2 separate regions of the Mus musculus genome follow, and region 2 is linked to region 1. Evidence: chromatin contacts called from public HiChIP or PLAC-seq data. All regions are on one chromosome and are shown on one strand. The core of a region is the stretch at or near the end of the contact, and the rest is flanking DNA. Distances in the headings are between cores, read along the strand shown.

Region 1 (5,237 bases), core at 997-3,496:
TAGGACAGAGCCAACAGCGAACCCCAGTAAAATGCCCATCTCTCCTGGGCAGGCACAAATCTAAATATGCCTTGCTCCTGAAGCTCTCAGGGGCCCAGCACCTCATCCAAGGCTATGGGTAAGCAGCCAGGCAGGGTTGACCCCTCCAGTGGCTGCCACCATACCCTGATGGCTAGGTTTGCTCTGGGCTCTTCTCACCCCAGCCTCCTTCCCTAGGTACACGCCTTCTACCGCCGAACAGGAGCCAGCTTCCAGCAGGCCCAGGAAGAGTTCTCCCAGGGTATCTTCAGCAGCAGAACCTTTCGCGGGGCTGCCTCATCTGCTGCCCGAGGAGCCTTTCAGGGGAATTAGGCTTCCCGACTCTCCTTCCCTGAGCCCTGGCCTCTCTGTCAACTGTCTTCTGAGCTGCACTTTCCTCGGGTGCCTTATGCAGTGACTACACCAGCACAGACCTGGCAGGGATTTGTCTTGTCCCTGCTCCTCCCTCAGTAGTCAGCTTTCTCCTCTACAAGAGGGAAGGAGAGGAAGGGACAAGGACTTTAAAAAAAAAAAAAACACATGGGAAAAGAAAAAATAACAAAGCTGTCTTTCCTTTTCTAATGGTGGCTTGGTCTGATTTTGTCTGGAAGCAATGGGACTGTTTTCCCTGAAAACAAATGGACTCATGTGCTTGGGATCATGGGCCAACCTGGGCTCACTGTACTGGGGATTTTCCACAGGCACCCTGTACTTCACTCCCTCCCTCTACAGGCTCCATGTGTATTGGGTCTCCACAACCTTGCCTTTCATGCTTGGGCTTCCTAAGTCCCCCAGTGGCTCTACTCTAGGTGAGCTGTGTTCTGGGTGGGAGCACAGAAGTCTCCCAAGTCCTCTTCCGGTGAGCTCCTGGTGTTCTTCACAACCGAGTCATGACCCTGTGCCTGCTACGACTCATGTGTGATAGCACCTTGTGCCCTCTGGGGGCCCTCCCTAGCCTCTCTTCAGACTTCTGAATGTACAGTAAGTGGGGTTGGTTGAGACTTGGGGGATGAGGAGGGGACGAAGACAAGTAAGTCAAGTCCTGCCCAGCCTCTACCAGTCTTGTGAGAGGGTAGATGTCTGCTTGTTTTGGCTTCTCTCCTCCCAAGGGACTCTGCCCCTCTGCCTTAGCTTGGCCCCTGCCTATCTTCAGCAATACTCACCTCTTAAAACGCTTAGGGTCTTTTGGAAGAAATCAGTCCTGAACTATGTCCTGCAGGCAGGACTGCCGAGCCTTCTTTCTGAGGGTTCTTCCCACAATGGAGTCTAGGTCCCTTTCTACTTGTCCTGGGGGCTCCACGGGTGTGTCACTGCAGTGGCACCTAAGAAGCCGCTGTGGAAACCTGGACCCTGTGTTTTGTCAGTACTGCGAGAGCTCACCAAGCTGGCCAGTCTCCTGCCCCTGGGAACTGGGGCCCTCCTGAGACTACCCTCATGCTGTCAGCCCTAGAGCCACCAAGTGGTAATGTCAGCCACCGGGGTTTTGTAAACTTCCTGGTATTATTTTCCTCCATGTACAGATGTATATGTCATGTCTCAATTTTTGTGCTTAAATAAAAAGATTTTCGGACAGCACTGGCCCTGATGTCAATGGTGGACTTGGGAGGGCTATAGCCTACTGAAGTACAGACTAAGGGCCTACTAAGATAGGTGAGGTGACAGTTAAGGTTGTTGGTGGCTGAGCTGTGCTGGACGACAGACCACTCAACTCTAGGGAAAGAGTTGAAAGGCAGAATCGAGGACCCTGGCAATGGCAACTTGGTCTCTTCCAAAGGCATTTAAATTGTTTTTCGCCAAGCATAGTGGCACATACCGTTAGTCCCAGCACTCCGAGGCCAGACTGCTCTACAAAGTAAGTTCCAGGAGAGCCAGGGCTACTCAGAGAAACCTTGTCTTCCAAAACCAAATAAACGAATGAATAAGGGCCAGAGCACGTGTGATGATCAGAGAAGAACTTGCTGGAGTCCGTTCTCCCTCGTCACCCTGTGGGGCCCTGGGATTTTCATATCCACTGCTTCTGGTCTTGAAGGGCAGGGAGTGAGCCAGGCTCTTCCTCCCGCCCCCTACGTAGGTGGTCTCTAGGATGCCATTCCCATGTGATCGTGTCCGCAGTCCTCGACACAACTCTACACCCACTAAAGCCTCAGTGTCTGAAACCTGCCTGGCAATCCTTGGCAGAGGGTGTCACCCAGCCCGCTGCCGGCGGGGAGGAGCCTCGGAGGGGAGGTGTCGAGCCGCGCTTCCGGCGGGCAGCGCCGGGGCCCTGCGGAGTCCCGCCTCGCCGCCCCTCGAGCGCCCCCAGCTTCTCTGCTGGCCGGAACCTGCACCCCGAACCAGGAAGCACCTGGCGGCGGGCGCGGGATGGCTGGGCCCAGCTGGGGTCTCCCTCGGCTGGACGGTTTCATCCTTACCGAGCGCCTGGGCAGTGGCACGTACGCCACGGTGTACAAGGCCTACGCCAAGGTGGGTGTGGGCGGGTCGTGCCGGAGGTGTCCCGGCGCCGGGCACCCGACTCCCGTGCCAGCCAACTCCCTGCAAGCCCGGCTGGGTCACGGGCCAAGCTGAGCAGGAAAGGCGACCGCCTTGAGAGCAGTAAGGCCACAGTGGCTGCCCAAGCTGGTAGAGGAGGCTGGAGCTAACCGCCCCTTTTAGGTTTTAAAAACAGCCACGCCAGTTTGGTCTGGAGGTGCGGGCGATGACCTAAGGGAATCTCTGTGTCAGTGGCTGAAGAACCGGCTCTGCACGGAAGTTGCCTTAGGGGCTGGGAGGAGTCTGGGGTCAGACTCCCAGGAGGCAGCACCAGTTAGAATGCAGAGTGGATAGCTCTTTAAATAGTGACATCCCCCGCCCCCTAACCCTCCCCGCCCCCCCTCTAGAAAGTGATGCGGTGGGTTAGAAGCACGGCGTTGGAGAACACTTGCTGGGGTGGGATTCCCGAATCCGGATGCCTCGTTGATTTGAGACGTGGAAGCTGGGAAACTTGGAGGTCCATGGAGAGTGGACAGACTCCAAACAGGGGAAAGTTTGCAGACTCAGAGCCCACTCCAGCCCATGGGGTCGGCCCCTTCAAAACAGACACCCCAAATTTTCTGTACCACAGAAGGATACTCGGGAAGTGGTAGCCATAAAATGCGTGGCCAAGAAGAGTCTCAACAAGGCGTCAGTGGAAAACCTCCTGACTGAGATTGAGATCCTCAAGGGCATTCGGCACCCCCATATCGTGCAGCTGAAAGACTTCCAGGTCTGAGCCCAGGAAGGGGTGCCTCCAAAGGCGGCTGGAGAAGGGACAGCGCCTAAAGCTGTCTCTCTCTCTCTCTCTCTCTCTCTCTCTCTCTCTCTCTCGCTCCCTTTTTTTGGGGGGGGTTCAAGACAGGGTTTCTCTGTATAGCCCTGGCTGTCCTGGAACTCACGCTCTCTCTCTTTACTTGCAACCACAGTGGGACAATGACAATATCTACCTCATCATGGAGTTCTGTGCAGGGGGTGACCTGTCTCGCTTCATTCATACCCGCAGGATCCTGCCTGAGAAGGTGGCCCGTGTTTTCATGCAGCAGTTGGGTAAAAAGCTTGTGACACACCCCGTGGCTTCTTCTCCCCTATCCCAATGCTTTGCAGTCTGCCATGTTGTGTCCCTAGCATCTGTAGGGAATTCAGGCTTCCACATGGAGAACATGATGTAAGAACCTTGTGGCATCTTCCAGGGCCCAGTAGGTGGAACCCAAGTGCTTTAGTGAGGGAGAATGCAACGTCCTTAAGGGCTGGGGCTTTTCTGGAGGCTCCTTGAAGGGAGGGTGGTTTTATGAAGGGTACAGAGAACAGGCACTTGGGAACTCTTAGAAGTAGCCAGAGTCTGTTGCTTCTATATATTCTGTAGCTCAGCCAGAACAGCGCTGCAGTAATAGAGCTGTACGGGGATAGGTGGAGGCCTGGGGAGGGGAGAGGCAGGTGGGAAAGAGGCTCTGACTTATTTTCTGGTGGCTGACTCCTCAGCTAGTGCCCTGCAGTTCCTGCATGAACGAAACATCTCTCACTTGGATCTGAAACCGCAGAACATCCTGCTGAGCTCTTTGGAGAAGCCCCACCTGAAACTGGCAGGTCTGCGTCTGGAACAGCAGGGTGGCAGTTCATTTAGAGTGGGTGAACAGTGAGCTCCTGGCTGTGCTGCTTCCTCAGCGGCCTGGTTCCCAGGGGTCGCTCTGTTAAGTCATTAGTGACAGATCAGGAGGTGTAGAGCTGAGCCCGGCGCCAAAAGGTAGCACCCATTCCCAGGCTGCCCACACTTTCTGTCCTGCAGGGTGGTGGGTGGAGCTAGGGATCAAGTCTGAATTAGAGTTGGGGTTCAGTCTGGAACTAGTGCCAATGTGTGACCAGCATCCAGGATCAGTCTGTGAGCTCTGTTCTTAGGGTTAGGGCTCAGTCTGGACGGCTGAGGAGAACACTTAACAGTGGACAGGTGTTTGTGGTTCTGGTAAGATATAAAGAATGGGCTTGAGTTTGGAGGCCAGTGATCATGACGTAACTTAGTTCTGGGGCTGGGATGGGGCTTTCTGTGGAATTGTATTTGAGATAGGTTTAAGGAAAAGGTGCTTAAGAGGCCATGTGCCATGCAGAGGGTTTCCCCGAGCCGCCCCCCCCCCCCCAGGGATATAGGAGTATTGCACAGGGGAGGAGGCGGGAGTAGTACAGGTGAGTCTAGGGTGGGGAGGAGCCCTGACTGGCCTCATAGGAGCAGCTGGGATTTGAACCCTGGGCCTGCCCTCTTGCCTGCAGACTTTGGCTTTGCCCAGCACATGTCCCCGTGGGACGAAAAACACGTGCTCCGTGGCTCCCCGCTCTATATGGCTCCTGAGATGGTGTGTCGGCGGCAGTATGATGCGCGTGTGGACCTCTGGTCTGTGGGGGTGATCCTGTACGGTGAGACTTCTCTTCCCTTGTTGTCCACCCTGAGAGTTACTCTGTATTTGGGCCAGGCTTTTCTGGGCCTCTCCTGGGTTCAGATGAGAATTAAGGGCTCTACTCTGAGGGATTTTTGGTCCCCGTTCTGTGGACGAGCTAGGCCAGACTTAACCCTGTTCCCTTCCGGCCCCTCCTCTGCCTTCTTCCACAGAAGCCCTCTTTGGGCAGCCCCCCTTTGCCTCCAGATCGTTCTCAGAGCTAGAAGAAAAGATTCGCAGCAATCGGGTGATTGAGGTGCGTCTGGCAGGGTCTAGGCATCCACC
Region 2 (5,237 bases), core at 1,017-3,516, 540 kb after region 1:
CTCCCACCAGAGTGGATGGTAGATAGAAGGCGTGGGGGAGGAGCAGGGTGCTGAATAGCCACAGCCTGGCTTCTGTGGCTTTGATACACTTTGATATGCTTGCTACAACAATGTCTGGTGTGGCGCCTCCACATTCTCGGGCTGTGAAGTCACTGAAGACTGTCTTGGGGGAAAAGCCACAATAGAAGACTCTGTAGGCTGGTTGCCACAGAGGTGGGGCTACGACCCAACCAGAGTAAGGAGTCACTCAGGGCTGCAGGGGCAGAACCAACACTCGACCACAGGTAGTCTGCCTCTCCCTAAAGTTCCCTACCCTCTGCCGTGTGGGAACCTGCCCTGCTTCCCTTGCTCTGCCCCAGGTGCTGGCTCCATTGCTGCTTCTGGGTCCATGGGAACAGAGAAAGACAAAGTGTATACTTTCCTTATTCCTGCCAGGGAGGTAGAGCTGCCACCAAGGTGGCTGCTACATCTCCCTAGGGAAAAGGGAGGTGGTATTTTGGGATCTTGGGCTTTATGGGAGCAGATTTGGTGCAGGAAGGTGGGGTAGTGACCATACCTGGCCTTGGTAAGGGGCTATCTACATGGGTTCACCTTTGAGTGGACAGAGGTTCCTTCTGGTAGCCTGATAGGGTCCCTTCCTCCCTCCCTTCAGGATTAGGCTGCATATAGCTGGCTCTGCATTGCCCATCTCTCCTTTCCTCCCCTCACTGTATTTTCTCTTCAGCTCTGATGGTTCGTGGTGAACTGTCTCTTTCTACCTCCCTACATGTTAAATCTCAAGGACATCAGTAGGTGACATCAGTAGGTAAGACACAACTATCACATAAGATATTTGGAATGAATGAATGAATGAACAAGGCTTGGGAGGTGGCAGGGAATCCCTCTAAGGCAGAACAAAGTTGACAGGTAGAGGTATCTAACGATTGTCTTGTTCAGGCAATGGCCATAGTCTAGGACTGAGCTCTTTGTTAACAGTATCATGAGAGGCAGGGCTGAGATATGGATTGATTGCTCTCTATGCTGAGTGTCTGTGACCCTTGAGAGGTGAAGGGTATGCTAGGCTCTGGCATTGGAGCAGAGAGCTCCAGCAAGCCTGGCACGTAGCAGCCTTATGACATAGGACCATGAGTGAAGAAGAAGCACTAAAACAAGAAGTGGTTTTGCCAGACTGGATCTAAAATCTCTGTGATCTCGGAGCCAGGCACTGTCCTAAGGGAAAGAAAGAGAGCAGGGAAGGTAGATCCCTGTCCCCAGAGAGCCTGAGGGGCAGGATTTGCCTGACCCCTGATATCAGACAGTTCAGCGTAGGTTTCTGAGTTGTATCCGAGAAAGCTCCATCTTCACAATTCCTCTGTGGGATGGGGAGAAAGGCAGAGCCTTCTTCCTGGAAGATAGGATGTTTGGGAAGGAGGCAGCAAGGGTTCACAGGACTCAGGCCCCACCTGGCCTCATGGGCCTGGCTGCCAGCTGCAGGGGCCTGTGAGACTGAGGTTCTGTCCACTCTGAACGTTCACCCCGGAGCTTCCTTCTACAGTGAACAAGCAAGCTCCTCTCTGCTATCTGGGCCTGGGGACCAGCTGGTGTCCTTTGGAGCTCCACCCAAAGGTGACTTTCCTCAGGAATTCTCCTTCCTCCCACTGCTCTTTTGCAAACACAGTTCCCAATGGGACTGGTCAGGACAATCTTCCCCCTGCAAATCCCAGGCTCTGGAGGCTATATATGTTGGTAGGCTAGACCTCTGAACTGTGCTTTCTCTAGTCTCAGCATCCAGAGCAGTCCTAGAACATAGTAGGTGGTCAGTAAGCTTCTGTTGAAAGAATAAATGAATGAGTGTGTTTTTATAAGGAAGAGGGGGCTGTCAGATGGCTCTGTGGGTAAAGGTGTTTGCCACCGGGGACCAGTGACCAGTATTCTGTCCTCCCCAGAACCCACATGATGGAGAGAGGGGGTCAATTGCTATAAGCTGTCTTCTGCCATGGCATGTGTTGATCCCCCCTCCCCAACTACCCACCCACAAAATAAATAAATGCAATAAAAATGCTTTTAAAGCTTATCTGTACAAGACCGTGGCCCAAATCCCCTGCGGAGTACTGAAGGATTGAGAGCCTCAGAATGTCAGGTCTGAGCTGAGAACAGCTCTCTGCTTTGTCTGCCTCTTGCTCCTCCCCACAGGCTGGGCCAGGGAAGGGAGGGGGCAGCCAGGGGTCCAGCTCCTCTGGGAGGATAGGAAAACCCTCACCCCTTCACCGGGGCTGGAACAAGAACAGCGGCAGGCAGGCGAAGTTCATCTTCTCCCAGGTCTGGTTTGAGTTTGAAGGACTCATTTCCGCCTGTGGGGGTGAGTTATCTTCTTGTGAAATCAAGTCGTAAGAACAAAAAGGTTTTACTAGTGTAACACGTGTGCTCTCCCTCATATATACTCAGGAGACCATGTGGATAGGTTCCCTCCCTGTCTCTGTAGCCAGCCCCAGTAGGGTGTTGCCCTAAGATGCCACGATGCTGGGTTCTGAAGAGGGGCTATGCTTAGGCAGGAGAGCTTGGGGCAGGTGCTAGGAGGTAGGCATGTGCACGGTCAGCAGCCATCCATCTTCGGGGTCTCATCAAGAATTATGGTGTGTTCCCAGCAGTGAGGCTGAAGAGGTAAAGGGGCTGACTAAAGGCAAATGAGACTGGGGGATGGTCTCAAGGGAGCCTTGGTGAAGAGGGGAGGGCTTGGGCTGGACCCCAGAGCAGGAGGGGTGGAGAGACCAGCTGCAGGACAGACCAAGTGGAGCCAGCCACAGCCCGCCCGCCCACCCTTTCATCTCTGCGGCTCCTTCCTCCTTGGTCCCCCTTTCTACTCTGTCTGTGGGTCCATCTGGGTGGGCTTGGGGCGGGGAAGGAAGGGGTCTCTGCGGGCAGTTTGCACAAGAGAGATCTTTGAAAGTGGACCAGCTGGTAACAGGTCATTTGGTCCACTAGGCGCTCCCAGCAAGAGCCTGAACCCCCAGGGGTGCAGAACACTCTGTCAGACCACACGATTGGGTAGGGAAGTTCAAGAGAAGACTCCTGTCTGCCCCCACGCAATCCCCCCCCCCAATCCCTCCTCCAGCTCTCTCCTGACCTGCAGTCCCAGACGACTTTTCCCAGAGAGCTAAAAGCAAGAAAGTAACCTTTAGGATTAACAAGAAATGTTCCTTTGTTTCTTCTTCTTCTTTTTTTTTTTTTTCCTTTTAAGCCTCTTTTCACATTTGTATGCCCCTCCCCCCTCTTGTCTGGGGTCAAGGAAGAAGAGCTGGAGCATGGAGTCCCAGGCATCTGAGAATGGAAGCCAGACCTCCTCCGGGGTGACAGATGACTACAGCAGCTGGTACATCGAGGAACCTCTAGGAGCTGAGGAGGTGCAGCCAGAGGGGTAAGTGTGGCAATTGGCTCAGGCAGCCGTCAGAGCCGGTTTATGGTAGAGAGGTTGCCAAGATGGAGGCAGCGAGACCCTGGGCGAGTGTCTAAGATTGGCTTTGCCATTTATCTGCTGTGTGACCTCTCAGCGACTCACAGCCTCTCTGGGCCTCAGACTTTCTATAAAACCTGGGGACAACAGTTCTTGAACTATTATTAAGAAGGGCTTGAGGCCATGTGGTCCATAGCCAGCCAGGATGGGGAGCACTGTGTGTGTGGGGGGAGGGGGGTGTCACAGACCTCTGTGGTGCTCGGTGTAGGGTTTGTCCCTGGGGCTTTACAGGCATGGGAGAGTCAGGAACTGTAGGAGAAAACCCTGTGGAGCTGCCGAGGAAAGCGTTGGCGCACCATTATCTCTGGACCACTCTGAGTGGAGGGAGTTTTAGGAGGTATGGAGGGAGAGGAGACCTTGTTCTTGAAGCAAGTGTATAGGCTAGTCCAAGGAGGGTGTGCAGGTAGGTCAGTTTACCCTCACCCCATGGCTGTCCCAAGAATTCCTGGCCTAGACCCTTCCTATCTATGTTTAGTCTGGGTACCTTGCAGAGGAGTTGGGGTTTTCTATGGCATAGTATTGCTCTCCTCTAAGACTGTCTTGCCTCTGAGGCACCCGGAGTTTGGCTCTCCCCTGAAAGGTGAGGCAGAGCAGAGAGGTAGGGGTGGGGTGAGATGGGGTGGACGGGTGGTACTAAGCCAGATGTGTGCACATCTGTTCACCATTAAAACTTGAAACTGGAGAAGGAAAAAATGCTCAAGTGTTTCCCCAGAGGCTAGGACTTCAGCCTGGCTTGGTTGGGGTCACCCAGCAGGGACTGAGGCCCCACCCAGGCCCTAGGGAAAGAGCTGTTGTTCTGGACTTAGGGTTCTGGCCACCTGCAGAAGAAGCCTGCGGTCAGCTAGGCTGTGACTCCCCTTCTCCCAGCCTCCCCAGCTCAGCTATGCAGTGGTGGACTAGAGGAGGGGCTTAGGCTCTCCAAGGAAACCAAACTCTTAACTTGGGGTAAGGACCCAATCAGAAACTGTGTCCTTGTGAGTATCAGGGACCAGGCTGGGCATGGGCTGGAAGCCAGGTGCCTGTAACTTGTTGTTGCTGGGATATCTGTGTATAGTCTCAGGATAAAGTAAATGTATGGTGGGGACTGGGTCTTCGGAGAAGAGGGTCTATAGGATGTAGGGGATCATTGGAACTTACCTTTTTAGGAAAAAAACCAACAAATCTAGACATCACCCCACTTCTTTCCCTCCTCCCCCAGAGATGAGAATGGGAGGCTAGGAGGGGGTACAGGGAATTCCCTAGGAGATGAACTTGAGTTCACCTCTCCCGATGTGAGTCAGACACCCCAGGGGTGTGCTACATCAAAGCTTTGAAGAGTTCCAGGATGCAGACTTTCTGTACCTTAGTGTGCACCGTAGGATGGAGCTAGGGTGGGGCCCCTGGCTCAGGATAGACTCAGCCACGGACTTCTTGCGCAGGCAGGCTCCACAGTATTTTAGTGCCTCCCATGCCAACTTTAACCTTGCCCTGGCCTTCCTCTGGGCCAACTGAGAGACTTGTCTAGTGCCAGCTGCACAGTCTCTTCCCTCATCAGATTCTCTCCACAGCCCAGGCTGCCACCTCTCTTCTTTCCCTATGGAGATGTAGCCCTTCTGTCCAACTGAAGCCCAAAAGCACCTTAAAGGTTATATTTGCATTGCTGTGATCCAATACTCAGCAAGAAGCCACTACAGAGAGGACGGGACTGTTTGGCTCATGGTCTGAGGGTCCAGTGTCTCATGGCAGCTCAGGCACAGCAAAAGGCACT

Evidence for each region. HiChIP or PLAC-seq counts read pairs in DNA pulled down with a chosen protein or histone mark.
Region 2: a FOXA1 HiChIP or PLAC-seq map of pancreatic cancer cells shows a contact between it and region 1. The contact joins the promoter of Stra6 here to the promoter of Ulk3 in region 1. A contact is called at or near these places in 1 of 115 datasets of contacts at active chromatin or transcription factors (pancreatic cancer cells) and 1 of 9 other capture datasets (pancreatic islet).

What each region holds. Positions count from the first base shown.
Region 1 is chr9:57,587,206-57,592,442 of GRCm38.p6, forward strand. It overlaps Ulk3 (unc-51-like kinase 3), which reads left to right and starts at 2,247. Exons shown (of 16, transcript NM_027895.1): 1 at 2,247-2,481; 2 at 3,119-3,259; 3 at 3,456-3,576; 4 at 4,009-4,113; 5 at 4,789-4,932; 6 at 5,126-5,208. The coding sequence starts at 2,380. It overlaps Scamp2 (secretory carrier membrane protein 2), which reads left to right. Exons shown (of 9, transcript NM_022813.3): 9 at 217-1,593. The coding sequence ends at 351.
Region 2 is chr9:58,131,809-58,137,045 of GRCm38.p6, forward strand. Stra6 (stimulated by retinoic acid gene 6) reads left to right here and starts at 2,267. Exons shown (of 19, transcript NM_001162476.1): 1 at 2,267-2,640; 2 at 3,266-3,394. The coding sequence starts at 3,282.